Regions from separate parts of the Sus scrofa genome. Here all the other regions are linked to region 4. A link is a contact called in public targeted proximity ligation data. All regions are on one chromosome and are shown on one strand. The core of a region is the stretch at or near the end of the contact, and the rest is flanking DNA. Distances in the headings are between cores, read along the strand shown.

The links.
Region 1: a contact with region 4 is called in a targeted proximity ligation map of skeletal muscle. A contact is called at or near these places in 2 of 5 promoter capture datasets (fetal liver and liver), 14 of 47 Hi-C or Micro-C datasets (adipocytes, brain, embryonic fibroblasts and 10 more) and 2 of 2 datasets of targeted methods (alveolar macrophages and skeletal muscle).
Region 2: a targeted proximity ligation map of skeletal muscle shows a contact between it and region 4. A contact is called at or near these places in 1 of 5 promoter capture datasets (liver), 10 of 47 Hi-C or Micro-C datasets (embryonic fibroblasts, fibroblasts, liver and 4 more) and 2 of 2 datasets of targeted methods (alveolar macrophages and skeletal muscle).
Region 3: a contact with region 4 is called in a targeted proximity ligation map of skeletal muscle. A contact is called at or near these places in 1 of 5 promoter capture datasets (liver), 8 of 47 Hi-C or Micro-C datasets (brain, embryonic fibroblasts, fetal heart ventricle and 2 more) and 1 of 2 datasets of targeted methods (skeletal muscle).

The regions. Positions count from the first base shown.
Region 1 is chr3:93,262,496-93,266,050 of Sscrofa11.1, reverse strand. No RefSeq gene overlaps it. Among named protein-coding and RNA genes, the nearest start is that of EPCAM, 79 kb to the right of the region's middle.
Region 2 is chr3:93,495,535-93,499,016 of Sscrofa11.1, reverse strand. The region is part of intron 15 of TTC7A (tetratricopeptide repeat protein 7A); the gene reads left to right. Among named protein-coding and RNA genes, the nearest start is that of TTC7A, 95 kb to the left of the region's middle.
Region 3 is chr3:93,459,458-93,462,956 of Sscrofa11.1, reverse strand. It overlaps TTC7A (tetratricopeptide repeat protein 7A), which reads left to right. Exons shown (of 20, transcript XM_021087552.1): 20 at 3,108-3,499. The coding sequence ends at 3,329. Among named protein-coding and RNA genes, the nearest start is that of STPG4, 75 kb to the right of the region's middle.
Region 4 is chr3:93,370,402-93,374,212 of Sscrofa11.1, reverse strand. CALM2 (calmodulin) reads right to left here and starts at 2,448. Exons shown (of 6, transcript XM_003125163.4): 1 at 2,098-2,448. The coding sequence starts at 2,100.

The DNA of each region.
Region 1 (3,555 bases), core at 366-2,865, 110 kb after region 4:
ACAGCAATGGCGGATCCTTAACCCACTGAGCGAGGCCAGGGATCGAACCTGAATCCTCATGGATTCGTTTCCACTGAGCCACAATGGGAACTCCCAAAAGTTTACAATTTAGTGGGAGAGAAAGGATAGGTACATAACTACTATATGACAAAGCACCACAGATAACTGGTATCAAAAAAGGGCCAAGGAGTGTATCCTATATAGGAGGACAGAGCTGAGAAAACTTACTCTGGGCTGAAAAAGTGAGGGACTGCTTCGTGAACGAAAGGAATAGAGTTTGAGGCAGGACCCTGAAGGAAGAGAAAGATTTGGAGGCAATGGAAATGGTGTTGCCATAGGGGCAAAGGGGAAGGGCCACTCCTAAGAGGAAAACCAGGTCAAGTTAGGTTCAGAAAAACATGAGTAGATTTAGTGTAGCTGGAGAGCAGATTCAAGCAGAAGCGCATACATGCATCCTAAGTATGTTGTGTGGCAAGACTGTAGAAGCTTTGAATTCAAGAGGAGAAGAAATTTGGATCAGAGGCTAGTGAGGGTATTTGAGCAGCAAAGGGAGGTGAAATGAATGCTGTGAGGTGTGGAAAGATAGTCTTGGGGAGACAGACAGGTAAGGAACAAGGTAAGTGGTCAATCTTGCTGAGAGGTCATGTGCCAGCCCAGAGCCAGCCAGAGCCAAGTCTTGGGCAGAGAGACTGACTTTCCATTTCTTTCTTTCTTTCTTTCTTTTTTTCTTTTTTTTTTTTTTTTTACAGAATAAAATACATATATTTAAACAATTACATTCACACTGATTATTATATCATGGATCTTAAGAAACATATTAAGTGACTCCCTATGGAGAAGTGGAATGGAAAATATGCTGAGACAAATAGGAAATTTATTCTATACTTTATCCCATTTTGTATGGCTTTCATGTTTATTATTTAGTATTATCTATTACATTTCAATTTTTCTTTAAAAATTAGCATTATATTAAAATTGTGTGTATTATGCAACTAAAATTTATAAAGAAGAAAGCCTTATATACCATTAAATATTTTATATAGCATAATAAAAATAACTGGTAAGAATAACAAAATCCATTTCTTTCTTTTTCATTCATTCAAATATTGACTGGTCCCAACCAGGCCCCGCACAGACAAACAGGTAAAGAGAACAGACACCTTCCCTCCTTTCCCAGGCCCAGGACACTACTCTTGGCTCAAGCGCCCAGCCCCAAGATTTGGGGCCAAGCGGGTCAAGGGCGAGGACCGGGTGTGGGGGGAAGTTGGCTCTGATCTGTCACCTGCAGCTTCTTTCCACAAAACCTCTACTCCCAGGCCCAAGTCCTCCGGTCACAGCCTAGCCAGACCTCCGCGCCCGCGCCGGCCACACCTGGAAAAGAAGGAATTGCGGGAAAAGGGGGTTGGCCTATGGAGGGGGTGGTACAACCGGAAACAGGGCTGGGCGGCGGGGGAAGGGAGCAGAGGATGGCTGAAGGATGGCCTGGGAAGGCGCTTCCCTAGGACGCCTGCACACGCCCAGAGGCTGGGCGAGCGCTTGGGCGGTGGGGCTGTGGGCTATGGGGAGCGGAATCGACCACGAGGGAGGAGGGGGAGGCCAGACTCCGGCGCGCCGAGCGGGTCCTATGCGCCCCCTGCCGAGCGCCGGCCTCCGCTGCACGCGCGGCCGCCGCCCCTGCGTGCGGGGACCCGGACCCCGCGGGCGGCTGGCACACCCCGGGAACCTCGCCGCCCGCTCAGGCCTCTCTCCGCGTGTCTGCAGTCTCTGCGCTCCTTCCTGGAAAAAGAAGGTGGGAAGCGGAGCCTTTTTTGTCATAGAAATAGAGGCGCTCCCGGAAGTGCCCTAGCCTAAAGAATGTTAGGAGCTGGCCTTACCAGGTGCTTGAAATTCTACCGTTAGAGATTCCATTCTTTGGAGGGGTGGAGTGCTGACATCCGCAACTTTTATTGGATAGTTTAACGCTGAGGATTTACCAGATATGCCTGGGGAGGGTCTTGGAAGGAGGAGGTAGTCAAAGTCGTTGATTCCTTGTCTCAGCCAAGCTTTTTATTAGTGCTCATTTGCCAGGGCCATCCTGAAGGTGACTCAGAGCCAGCAGTCGTATTGCGGCAGTGCTGGGACTGTGAAAGGCTAGTTTCTCCTGCCATGCTTTGCCTTTTATTAATCGCTGGATAGTTGAGGCCCCCTCCTCCAGGAAGTCTGCCTTGACTTTTAGGGGTATATATGGTTACAGGCAAAGTTGGTATCTTTCAGTTGAGCAGGCCACCTTCTTGGTTTATTTCCCATGAGTTCTGTCTGGTTTCTCCAGGCTCATTCAATGATTAGGGCCAGAAAACCCTCATCAGCTGTGGCACTTCTCTAAAGGAGAAGAAGAATATAATCTAAAGAGAACAAACGAGCCGATTTCCTGACCAATCAAGGATAAGCTCATGCTGTCCTCAAGGACCATTTGCATCTGGTCCCATGTTACATATGGCCTTCATGAGCATCCACCATGGACAGTCTGTTTTCCAGAGAGTAGCCAGGAGTCCCATAAGATCATGAATGCTCATAAATTTAAGTTAGATGGTCTCTCTTCTCAAATCCTTGCAATAGCTCCCCATCTCCCTTGGGGTAAAAACTGAAGCTTCCATCCTGGCTTGAAGGTTCAAGGTGCTCTGGGCCCCGCTGCTTACTAATTTCTTTCTTTCTTTCTTTCTTTCTTTCTTTCTTTCTTTCTTTCTTTCTTTCTTTCTTTCTTTCTTTCTTTCTTTCTTTTGCTTTTCGGGGCCACACCTGTGACATATATGTGTGTGTGTATATATGTATATATATATAATTTTTTTTTTGCTTACTAATTTCTCAGAGCTCCTCTCCTAACAGCTCTTCCCCTCACTTGCCACTACGGCCATATTGGCCTCTTTGCTGCTGTCCCTTAAACTCATCAGACACACTCTCACCCTTTTTGACACTTGCCTATTCACCCTGCATTTTGACACTTGGCTATTTCCTCTCCCTGGAATGCTGGTTCCCCAGATTGCTACGTGACCCACTCCCTCACCTCCTGCAGGTCTCTCTTTGTTTATTTATTTATTTATTTGTCTTTTTGCCATTTCTTGGGCTGCTCCGGTGGCATATGGAGGTTCCCAGGCTAGGGGTCGAATCGGAGCTGCAGCCACCGGCCTACACCAGAGCCACAGCAACACGGGATCCGAGCTGCATCTGCGACCCACACCTCAGCTCACAGCAGCGCCAGATCCTTAACCCACTGAGCAAGGCCAGGGATCGAACCCGCAACCTCATGGTTCCTATTCAGATTCGTTAACCACTGAGCCATGATGGGAACTCCTGAAGGTCTCTATTTAAATGCCACCTTATGGCGAGAGGCTTTCCCCGACCATCCTGTCTAAAATAATACCTCCACCATCCTCTGTGCCCTTAGCCCCCTTAGCTTTTCTTCTAGCACTTATCACAACACGACATAGTATTTATTTCTGTATGTTGTCTGCCTCCCCAACAAGAAGGTAAGCTCCATGGAAACAGAGAACTTTATCTATTTTGTTCCCTGTCCAGCAC
Region 2 (3,482 bases), core at 942-3,441, 130 kb before region 4:
ACCTGTACCTGAACTGTGGCATTTGCACCTGCATGCAGGCAGCCAGGGAAGTGGCTTTTAGCCAACCCTCCAAGGGATCCTGAACCCAAAATAGATGGGAAGCCCGGGTGCAGATTTGTGCAGTCAGTCAGTGCACAGGACAGCTGCTGCTCTGGGTCAGCTGCGTCCCCACTTCTGCAGGCAGGAGCCTTCTGAAGGGGCAGCATCTGCCATGGGAACAGCGCTCCCCCATCCAAACACCGCAGAGCCAGGGCCTCTCAGGGGCTGGGGTCTTAAGAAGACACCTCTGAGGTCCCAGCCTAAGGAAGGAAGAGCCTCAGAGGCCTCCTCGGGGCGCCTCTGTTACTCTGTTCCTGCAGAGGGACCTCCTGTGGAGCCCTGGGGACCAGAGCATCCCAGCAGCCCGGGATGCCTCACTCTATGAGGTCTGCCCATCCAGGGGCTGCGGGGATAGAGAAATAGAGCCAGGTTCTTCATCTCTGAGCCACCGTGGGGCCCTCACATCCAGACCCTGAGGGGCTCCTTCTTGATCTGGGCCAGCCCTAAAGGCTGCCAAACTAACTGGAAAAAAATACGTAGGGGGCTTCTGGCTTCCAGAACTGTGAGAGCATATAGTTCTGTTGTCTTAAGCCAACACCAAAACCAACCAACCAAAAAAACCTTAAAAAAATAGGGAGCAGGGAGAGAGAGAGAGAGTTGGGAATGGGGGTGGAAGCTCCCCCTGCCACACAGCACTCCGGAGTGACCCTAGCTCTTTGCAAATAAGTCAGTAACTTTTCCCCACAGATGAAACCCATGGATTAGCAGGAAATGTCATTGAGTCCATTACCGGTCAGGGATCACTGAAGAATGTCATTGCTCTTCAATTGAAACTGCATCCTGCCACTCCAGCTGCTCCCTGCATTGGGAACACGCTGTGTGTGGCTCCAGCTGTTGCCACGGCAGTTAATTAAACCTCTCACCCCATAAATATCACTGCGGCCAAAGGGGAAAAAAAAAAATCAATCCCCTTCGCCCTGACCTCAGCATCCCCAACAAGGTCTGTATTCTAAGCACTTAAAGGCCTGTGGTCTGGGTCTGTCTGCCACCCAGTGCCCTGCCGATGGCTGTGTCAGGTGGCTGGGACCTGTTGAGGCGCTTCCTTTCTGCACAGGCTGCCTTAGTGAAGGAGAGGCTGGCAGGGTGGTGTCAGGGGTGGAGGAGGCCTGGCACAGGCGATGCTGGTGGGTGGCACAGACCCCTGTCCTCGTGAGCCTGTCCCCACGTGGGAGCCATAGCAGGTCCCTGCCTGTGCCACCTCCAGCTTGCCCCTCCTTCACGTGCCTCCATCCTCTCCTCTGCTTAAAGGCTCCCATCTGTCCGACCTCCCTCTACCTCCAAGGTCTTGTGAGACTCAGATAAGAAAAGATTGCACAAGCGGTTTTGCTACTGGGTTCAAGGACAGCGGGGCGGGTGGGGGTGGGGGTGCGGGTCTGGAAGATGGTCCACAAACAGTGTAAGGCTGTGATCTGGGTTGTGAGGGAGGCAGTGCAGGCCATGGGCCAGGCGGTGGGGAGCGGGCTGCTGTGATAAGGTGTTCGGACTCCGTAGCTGCCCAAGAGGTCACCATTCCTACAGGGAGACTTAAGCCTCCGGGAGAAAAACCCAGCTTTCGTGGAGTTGACTTTTGAAAACCCTCCTGAATTCAGGGATTAGAAGGCAAAGCAAAGAGGATCTCAGTTTCCGTGCGGCGGGGCGGCTGTTCGTTAACAGAGCTTGCGTTTCAAAAGGCAGGAACGTGATAAGGCAGAGAACAATGCCCTGTGGGGACAGCGTGAACCTGGCACAGGGTGTGTGGGGGGAGACCAGACACCCAAGCAGTTTCCTGAAATCCCAGGGGCTTCAGGCTAAGAAGCCCTGGACACATGGGCAGGCCGGGCTGTCGCTGGCCGGTGTGTAGGGGGCCTCAAGGGGGCAGCAGGCTCCCTGTTTGGAGCTGGGTTCCGAGCCAGATCAGGCCTCGGAATGGGAGAGGTCCAGCAGCCAGCGCAGAGATGCCTGTGTGGGTCGCTTCTCCGGATTGGGACTCAGCTGGGAGGGTCATGGGGAACAGGCTGCTGATAAGCTTGGTTCCCGAAGCCACGGACTCCGTCGGGTGCTGGTTTTAGGTAACAGATTCCTTGTGCTTTAGTCAGGCCGCTTGTCAGGGGACGGTCGCCATAGTAACCAAACAACATTCCTGGGCTAATGATGGGAGCTTTCCAATAACCAGTCCGTCAGTCACTGCTCCCACCCTGGGCCTGGCAGCCTGCCAGACCGGTTTTGAAAGCCCAGGCCATGGGTTGGTTGGCAGAAGAGGAGCCAACTGGTTTGTCCTTCCCTTCCCCTCGGTGGCAGGGCCACCTCCTCCCACTCTGCCTGGGAGTTTCTGCCCAGCCCAGGTCCTGGAACACTTGGAAGGTCCTGGGGGAAGGGGTGTCGGAGCCCTAGGGAGCGCTCCCCAGAGCAGGAGCTATATGGCCCTCTTGACAAGCCAGAGCTCGCCACGTAGAAACAAATGGAACCAGTCACAGCATCTCCCCCAGGAAACCTGGGCTGTTTTGGAAAATGTTTGAGTTGACAGACTAGGTGTTAGCTGGGGCCAGACCTTGGCTGAATCCGGCTAAGGCCAACGTCAGCTTCAAGGGCTCCCCTCTGATTCCCTACCTGGCCAGCCTCACCTTTTTCTTAGGTTTGCGTGTGTTAAATGTCCAGTCGTGCAGAAATGATCGGAGGCCTGGGGCTTCTGTGAATATCTCCACCTTAAACTCGGCATGTTTGCTGGATGGTTCTTATTAGGGACTTGCCATAGATCAAAAGGACACTTAAAATACCAGTGCTTCAGCGAGGGGGCTGGAATCAAAGGTATTAGCACAAACAGAGTTTTTCACCTTGCCAGGTTCATTAGACATTTTTGGCTGCCACAGTCCCTGGTGAGGACAAGAGCCGCAGGGTAAACTTGCAGGGCATGTGGTTGATGGGAGTGTTAAGCCAGCCATAATCATGGGCACTGGCCCACTCTTCCCCAAAGGTCAGCTCCTGCTCAGCTAAGCTGGGTTGACATTCAGCATGTCCCTTCTCTGGTTGTTCTGTGGAGCCTCCTGTGACCTCACTGTGTGACACTGCAGTCTGCTAGTGTCCTCACTCTCTCTGTGGCTTCTGCTTACACTCCAGCTAGGAGGGTAGATGATCCAGGGGGTTTGATTTGGGGAAGAAGATGGAAAGGGGGGACAGACAGTTATTTGCAGGCTTTCCAAAAGGAATTCTTTGTTTGAAAGTGGTTTGGGGGAGTTCCCTTTGTAGCTCAGAGGTAACCCACCTAACTAGTGTCCATGAAGGTGTGGGTTTGATCCCTGGCCCCCACTCAGTGGCTTAAGGATCCAGCACTGCCATGCACTGTGGCGTAGGTCACAGATGCGACTTGGTTCCTGCGTTGCTATGGCTGTGGCATAGGCCGGCAGCTG
Region 3 (3,499 bases), core at 352-2,851, 90 kb before region 4:
AGGCCCCCTGCCTCAGCCTCAGGGGAGCGCGTCCAGGATGGCATCCTCGAGCCCCCAGTAACAGCACGATCTCAGGTGACCATGTGGGCAGAAGGGGCCGTCCTTGGGGAAGACTTCGGGAGGAGCAGGGTCCCAGGTAGAGGAGCGGTGGCCAGAGGCTCTGCCATCGCGGAGATCCAGGAAGGGAGGAAAGAGGGAATGATGAGGGCGGGAAGGCCTGGGAACTCCGTGGCCCTGCCCTCCCTGAGCGGCGCCCGTTATAGGCGTGATGCTCCGTCACCCTGAGCAGCATGCACGTCGTTCCCATCCCGGCGTGGGAGGCACAGCCGTGCCATCTCCCAGGTCAAGTGTCAGAAGCTGAAAGTCACTCAGCAGGTCTGGTCTCCTCTCTCAGCACAGGGTCGGGAGGGGTCAGCAGGGACATTGGGATGCAATCGAGATGCCGGTTCTGGGTTCCCACCTTCTCCCTGGAGACCTGTTCTCAGGGCAGCTGGGGGTCAGGGTGCCAAGAGGGTGCCGGACCGTGGGCCCTCGGCCCAGTGCCAAGCTGGGGGCAGAGCAGGTGAGACCTCGCATCTTCCTGGGGCGGGGCCCCGCCCAGTTGTCAGGCAGCAAACAGCTCGAGTTGCTACCAAACATGAACTGAACAGGCTGGTGTCTCGGGCAGGTGGCCGCAGATCCTGTTACAGGCCCTGGGCCTCCAGGCCCCAGCCTGACCCCGGTGTCTCCTTTCAGGCGCTAAGGTCAGCACCCCAGGGTTGGGAGGGGGGGACGTGATCCAACCCCAGGGGGAGCCTTGCCCTCTAAAGGAATCTGCTCTTCTGCACCCTCCTTGTCCCCCCTTCCCGCCACCCTGACCCTCTGTTCAGCTTGGGGACACTTCCATTTGCTGTCAGCCCCAACCTGCGCCTTGCTACCCAGTTTCAAATCCATCCTTGCAGAATCCCCACAGTAGCCTACAAAGGAGGACTGTTCGCTGCCCCAGATTACAGATGAGGAAACAGTGGCTCCGAGAAAATGGGCCACTTGCCCACGGTCACGGCCCTTGTCAGAGACAGAGCTGGGAGTCCAGCCCGGCCAGGTCTTCCAGCTCTGCAGCCCTGGGCTTTGTCCCTCTACACAGGACACACAGAGAAGCCTCCCCAAAACCTTCAGCACCGCGAGGAAAACCAACCCTCCGTCCCACCCCAAACATACCTGTGCCCTGTTCAGGCTGCAGATGCATCTGGGCCCCTTCCCAAACACCTACACACTTCTCAAGATCAGGGGTTTTTAAACTCATTTTTTAGCTGTAGAGCCCACTTTTCAAACAAAGTCTCCCATGGAAGCTCAATAGAGAAAACTTGGTGTGTAAAAACCACAGGGCCCCACCCCCGCTCTGGGAGGTGCTGCTGGCCTTCTCTGTCCGTCCTCGTTGCTCCCCCATGGGCAGCACTCACAGGGCTCAAACCTTCCATTTTTGGTGCTTAATTGTGGTGTCTGGCGGCCTGTCGTCTCGCCTTCCTGCCCTCCTCCCTGTGGGCCCTGTTCCATCATGAGCTGCTCAGGGTCCAGCTCCCAGGCCATGCGGGCAGAACAGCTTGGCCTGGAGCCCTGCCGGTCAGGCTGGGCACTGCCCTCCGGTCCCGGGCAGCCCTGAGTCAGCACCGCTCCTCTCTGGCCAGATCCAGGGGCTGTGCCTCAGCCTCCACCCTGCCCCTGGTTCCCCTGTGCGCCCCCATCCCTGCGGTTCCCTGAGGACGGCTTGGCCCTGCCTCGAACAGCTCCCCTTCCCTGCCCGGCCCCCTGGCCACCAAGACAGCCAGCCGGCACCTCCAGAGAGGGAGAGAGGGGCTTTTCTAGGGCTTCCTGAGCCCCATCTTTTACTCTTGCCTAATTGGTCGTGTTCCAGGCCCTCAGAGGACTTTATGAAATCAGCCATGTGCATCTTCCCCAGTGGGTCTCCATAGCAACGGAGGGCCTAACTCTGGGGAGTGCGGCGGGAGGAAAATGTTCCAGCTAAAAATGTACATGGCCATCCGTGGGCGGGCACCCGCGAGGGGGCTCCAGGCACATAGAAGGCAGCTCCTCAGCCCCCGCCTGTCCAGGAAGCCAGTGTGGTTCAGGCTTTATCTATGGCTTTGAACGAGAGGCTGGCCCCCGGCGCTGTGTGCTGCTCTGTGACACCTTTGAGGGCTGGAACACACTTGGATGGGTTGGTGCAAAGCAACCTTTCTGGGACTGGAGGTCACATGAGGACCCTGGCCCCCCACCTCCCCACATCCTCCTCAGTGTGGGTGGACGGGGACATCAAGGAACAGGGTGCCAGTTTCACTTCCCAACCCTTTTGGGACCAGTCCCATCACTTCCTCTATTGCTCAGGGTCGTTGGAGCCAAACAGCAGGGCCAAGCCTCCTGGGTGGTCCTGACCCCTCCGCAGAGGCCCTCCCCTCACCCAGCATCCATCCGTCCCTGTCTCTGGCCATCTGACTCTCTTCCTGCACCCCTCGCCTGCCAGGCCAGGCTGGGCTGGGTTTTAAGTCCCAGGAGGACAGGCCACTGCTGTAGGCACAGGACCTGTCCCTCCACCCTCAAGCCTGGAGTGTACCCTCCTCGGTCTCGAGTGTGCCTTGGGGAGAAGGGCGGTGCCACAGTGCAGCACAGGGACTCAGGGTCCACACCCATGACTTCGAGTTCACACATGCCAGGCATCATTCAAGTGCTTTGCCTGTACTGTCGTGTAAACGTCACAACCCTAAAGGTGGGCACGGTGGTCCTTCGCATTTACAAATGAGGAACCCAAGGGCCAGAGAGCGGTGACGTGCCCAGAGTCCCGCAGCTGTACTGGGGAGACCCAAAGCCAGGTCTGCTGAGTTGAAAGCCCATCCCCTGGGGCCAGGAGGGGCAGAGTTCCCACTGCAGGTGACCCAGGAGGCCGGGCTGGATGGAAGCCAGGCTGGGACAGACAGACAGGACTCACGTGGGTCACGACCTGTCACTTGACATCCCCAAGCCTGAGAGGCGGGCCCACCCTGGCTCGTGGCCACACGTGCTTCTGCTTCTTAGCCCATTGGACACCCCCGGCCCAGGGACAGCCTCACTCACCCCACCCTGTGCTTGCTCCCCAGGGGCTGATGCTGAGTCGGCTGGGCCGTAAGAGCCTGGCCCAGAAGGTGCTGCGGGACGCCGTGGAGAGGCAGAGCACCTGCCACGAGGCCTGGCAGGGCCTGGGCGAGGTGCTGCAGGCCCAGGGCCAGAGCGAGGCTGCCACCGACTGCTTCCTCACCGCCCTCGAGCTGGAGGCCAGCAGCCCAGTGCTGCCCTTCTCCATCATCCCCCGAGAACTCTGATGCCACGTGGCAGCAGCCGGAAGGGAGGGCGGGTGACAGGCAGGCCGCTAGAGCCCGGGTCAGGGGAGGTGCAGGGCCTCAGGGAAATACAGCTCTAGGGGACACTTCTGCTGGCTGCAGCCCTCCTTCTCCTCGCCTCCGCCACCTCGCCCCTACTTCTCCTCAGGCCC
Region 4 (3,811 bases), core at 1,199-3,698:
AATCTTACTGTTTTTCCATGGAATGATTATTTATCTAGACTCAAGTGACAAAATTTCCTATCTTCTTAAAATAATTCCCCTTTCAGTGAGCATGTAGCAACTCAGGATGTGTATGTAAACCCAAGAGCCATGTGATACAAACTTATTCCACTTCCACATCTCTGACCTAATGAAGTCTTAATTTTAAACTGTCAGATCTTCTAATTATGAAGTTACCTGAAAACAATTTTCAAATTTGTTAACAATGACTATCAATTTAACTAACCCCCCCCCAAAAAACATCAATGATGCAAACATTAACTACAAAAGCTTACCATTGGCAAAAGTCCACGAAAGGGCAGATACAAATTCTATGCCTCGCCAAGAAAACCCATTTAAGCTCTTGAGAAACCTTCATTTTCATTTAAGAAATTTTAATTACTCAATTTAGAATCTTATACATGCCTATAGTGTACACCCTGTTTCACCTAAAAGATAAACTCAACCAGCATATTCAAAGTTAGAATAAAATAATTTAAGATATCAAGATGGAACGAGTACGTCAAACAAATGTGAATTCCTCTCCCCACACCCATATACAGCCTGGGTTTCAGTTGGCAAAGATTCCCAACTCCTGTTTAAGATGTCACCTTGCCTTCTGGACACACCCATCGCCTGTAACCACTTGGCAGAAGGAACCACAAAATAAGTATTGCAAATTACAGCCTTCACTTAAAAAAAAAAAAAAAAAAAAAAAAGCCAGGCAAGACCAGTGACAAGAAAATGCTTCTTAAAAATTCCCTACCCCCCAATAATACTCTTCTATCACGACAGTCTTTCACAGCCATTACTGTACAAATGAATTAAACCGAACGTTAAGATGATATGGCACTTTCTCTACGAAAATACAAGTTACTTTCATGAAGGTTAGAGCGGGGCAATACCGTGTGCGGTAACACTTCGGCGTGCACGTGAGTACTCCAGAAGAGGACGGGGACCCTTCTCAAAGGCACCCTTCCAATTGTCACAGAAGGATAAGACCAGACGTTCACAACCGAACAGCAGTCACCCCGGGGCTGGCTTTAGGTAGGTGACTGGGAAACGTCTTATAGACCTTGGCTGGAGTCTCCGGCTTTCTCTAACAAGATACGCAGTGCAAAGCTGCGCCTGACTTAATAAAGCCGTTTCTTCAACGACAGCACCGCTTAAAAAAAAATTTTTTTTTTTAAGTGTCCAGTCGGGGGGTGGAATTAGGCCCCAGGGCCCAGATGGAGTAGGAAGATCAAGATTCAACAAGCTTCCTTCGCGCTGCCAGCGGGGAGGGAAACCGCCAAGCTCTCCCTCCCCCACTCCTGCCCGACCCGCCTGCCCCGCAGCACCGCGGGCAGCCCGGACCTCCGCAGCCCTGCAGGTGCCAGCGCAGCAGCTGGGGCGCGAGCTGAGCCGAGCCGGGCGGGCGAGCGGGCGGTGGCTTGCGGCTCCAGCCCCGCGCCCGCAGCCCCGCCCCCGGCCGCTCCCCGCGCCGCGCGGGCTCGGCCCACACGGCCCGCCCGCCCGCTCGCTCGCCCCCCGCCCCTCCCGGCCCGGCACGCGGGGGCCGCGGGCTAACGTCGGCGCGGGCGCTCGCCCCGGGCCTCGCGCGCTCCCGCCCGCCCCCTCGGCGCATGGCGGCCGCAAGCGGACAAAGACGCTTCCTGGCGCCCGCAGCAACCGTCCGTTGGGCTTTTGAATCCGGCCCCGGGCTGACCTTTCAAGATGCCCGACTCAAGGCTTCTGTGTTCCCGCAACCCCCACCCTCCCGCTCTCGCCTCCCCCTGGGTGCCGGGCTGCCCCCAGCCCCGGCTCCATCCTCGTCCAGGCCAGCCCCTGAGGAGTTCCGCGGCCCCGGGGGCAGTAGGCCTGGACCCCAGCACACCAGGGGACACCTCCCTGAAGAAAATGGGGGTGGGGTAGCACCTGCGACACAACCGCCGCCGGCGCCCCCAGCCTCTAGCGCGCCATCCCCCTGGAGAAGACCATCCCTGGAGAGTGTTAGGAAGCGAGTTCCCCTGCTTTCGTCAATTCGCTTCGGCCTCTTCCCCCACAGGTCGAGCGCCGGCAGATTAGCGACGCACTCACCATGCTGCAAGCGCTACCGGTCTCCGGGACGCGACCACACAACCACTCAGCTCGCTCGCTCCACTCGGACTAATTCTCCTCCTCCGCCCCCAGCGCCTCATAAACACCTCCCTCCGCCAAATCCCTCCGCCGCACACCAGATAACGGAACATCACAAACGAGTCCCGGCCAACCCCCTCCCCTCCAACTTCTCTCGAGACCACTTTATCCACAGTTATGTGGTCGAGGATTCAGGAGATAAAGGGAAGGGGCGAACAGATGACGTAAATGGGTTTCATTCCCTCGCGAGCCGTTGAAGGGCTGGTGGAGTCGAGCCTAAGGGCACTACTTTGCGGCGCGGAAGAGCATAGTGGTGGCGACCTGCACCCCGATGGTCGTTGAACCGGTCTCTGATTGGCTGGTTCGTACCTGCAATGCGTCACTAGGGCTCGCTGCCGCCGCCGGGACGCGGTGTGGCTGCTGCCGTTGCTGCTCAGGCCGCGCTGTCCTGGCAACTGCGCCAGGCGGCGGAGTCGTCTCCCTTGCGCTTGGCTGGATAGTCTTCCTCCTCCGCCCATCCTTCCCCGCCGCAGTCACACACATTCCCGCCCCTTGTGTAGGGGTCTACGAAAACACCCTAAGCCAATAAAGAATGAAGCTACAAGACCCAGGGAAACCCGTACCCCGCGCCCACCTCCTCAGCCTTGTATTTGGGCCTCATGGAGGCCACATTCCGTGTCAAACCCATGAAAATGTGGGTAAGGCCGAACGCAGCTGCTCAGCTGATTAATCTGAAAGAATCTTCCGTGTATACTTTCCTTCAGTATCAGGGGTAATTTACCAGAAAAAAAAAAAAAAAAAGTCACTCAGAAACAACAGCATCCGAGATTCTGTGAAACTAGTCACTCTCAATAACCCCTTGATATTGTGGAATAATAGGGTTCTGACTTGGAGTGAGACCTTCGTTATGAGTATTGTTTTAGCCACTTAGAGGTATAACCTTGGATGGGTCATTTAATCTTTAGCTTCATTTATAAAATAGAGGTTATAATACCTACTTGAAAGATTACTGTAAGAATTAAAATCATATACAGATTAGCGTTCAGATAAAATGTTAAAGAACCTGGCACAGGGTTGGTTTAATTGTAATAAAGCCATAATATATATGGTCTTGGTGAATTTCATAGTGAATTTGCCCTTTTGAGTCTCTAACCTCTCATTTAAGTGAGCATTTTTAAATCCACATAAAAGTTAGCTCTTTGGAATTGGCACCCTTTTGCACTGTTGGTGGGAATGTAAAATGGTACAGCCACTGTGGAAAAGGATATGGCAGTTCCTTAAAAAGTTAAAAATAGAATTACCATATGATCCAGCAACTCTACTTCTTGGTATATATACCCAAAAAAACGGAAAGCAGAATCTTGAAAGCTATTGGTACACCCATGTTTCATAGCATTATTCACGATAGCTAAAATGTGGAAGCAACCCAAATGTCCATCACTGGATGAAAGGATAAGCAAAGTGTGGTAACATCTGTGGCTACAGCAATGGAATATTATTCAGCCAGAAAAATTCTGCAATATACCATAACATGGATGAACCTTGAGGATATTAAGTGAAGTAAGTCACAAAAAAGAAAAATACCGTATGATGCCATTTATATGAGGTACTTAGAATAGTCAAAATCACAGAAACAGAAGAATGGTTGTCAGGGGCTGTGGAAAGGGGGAATGGG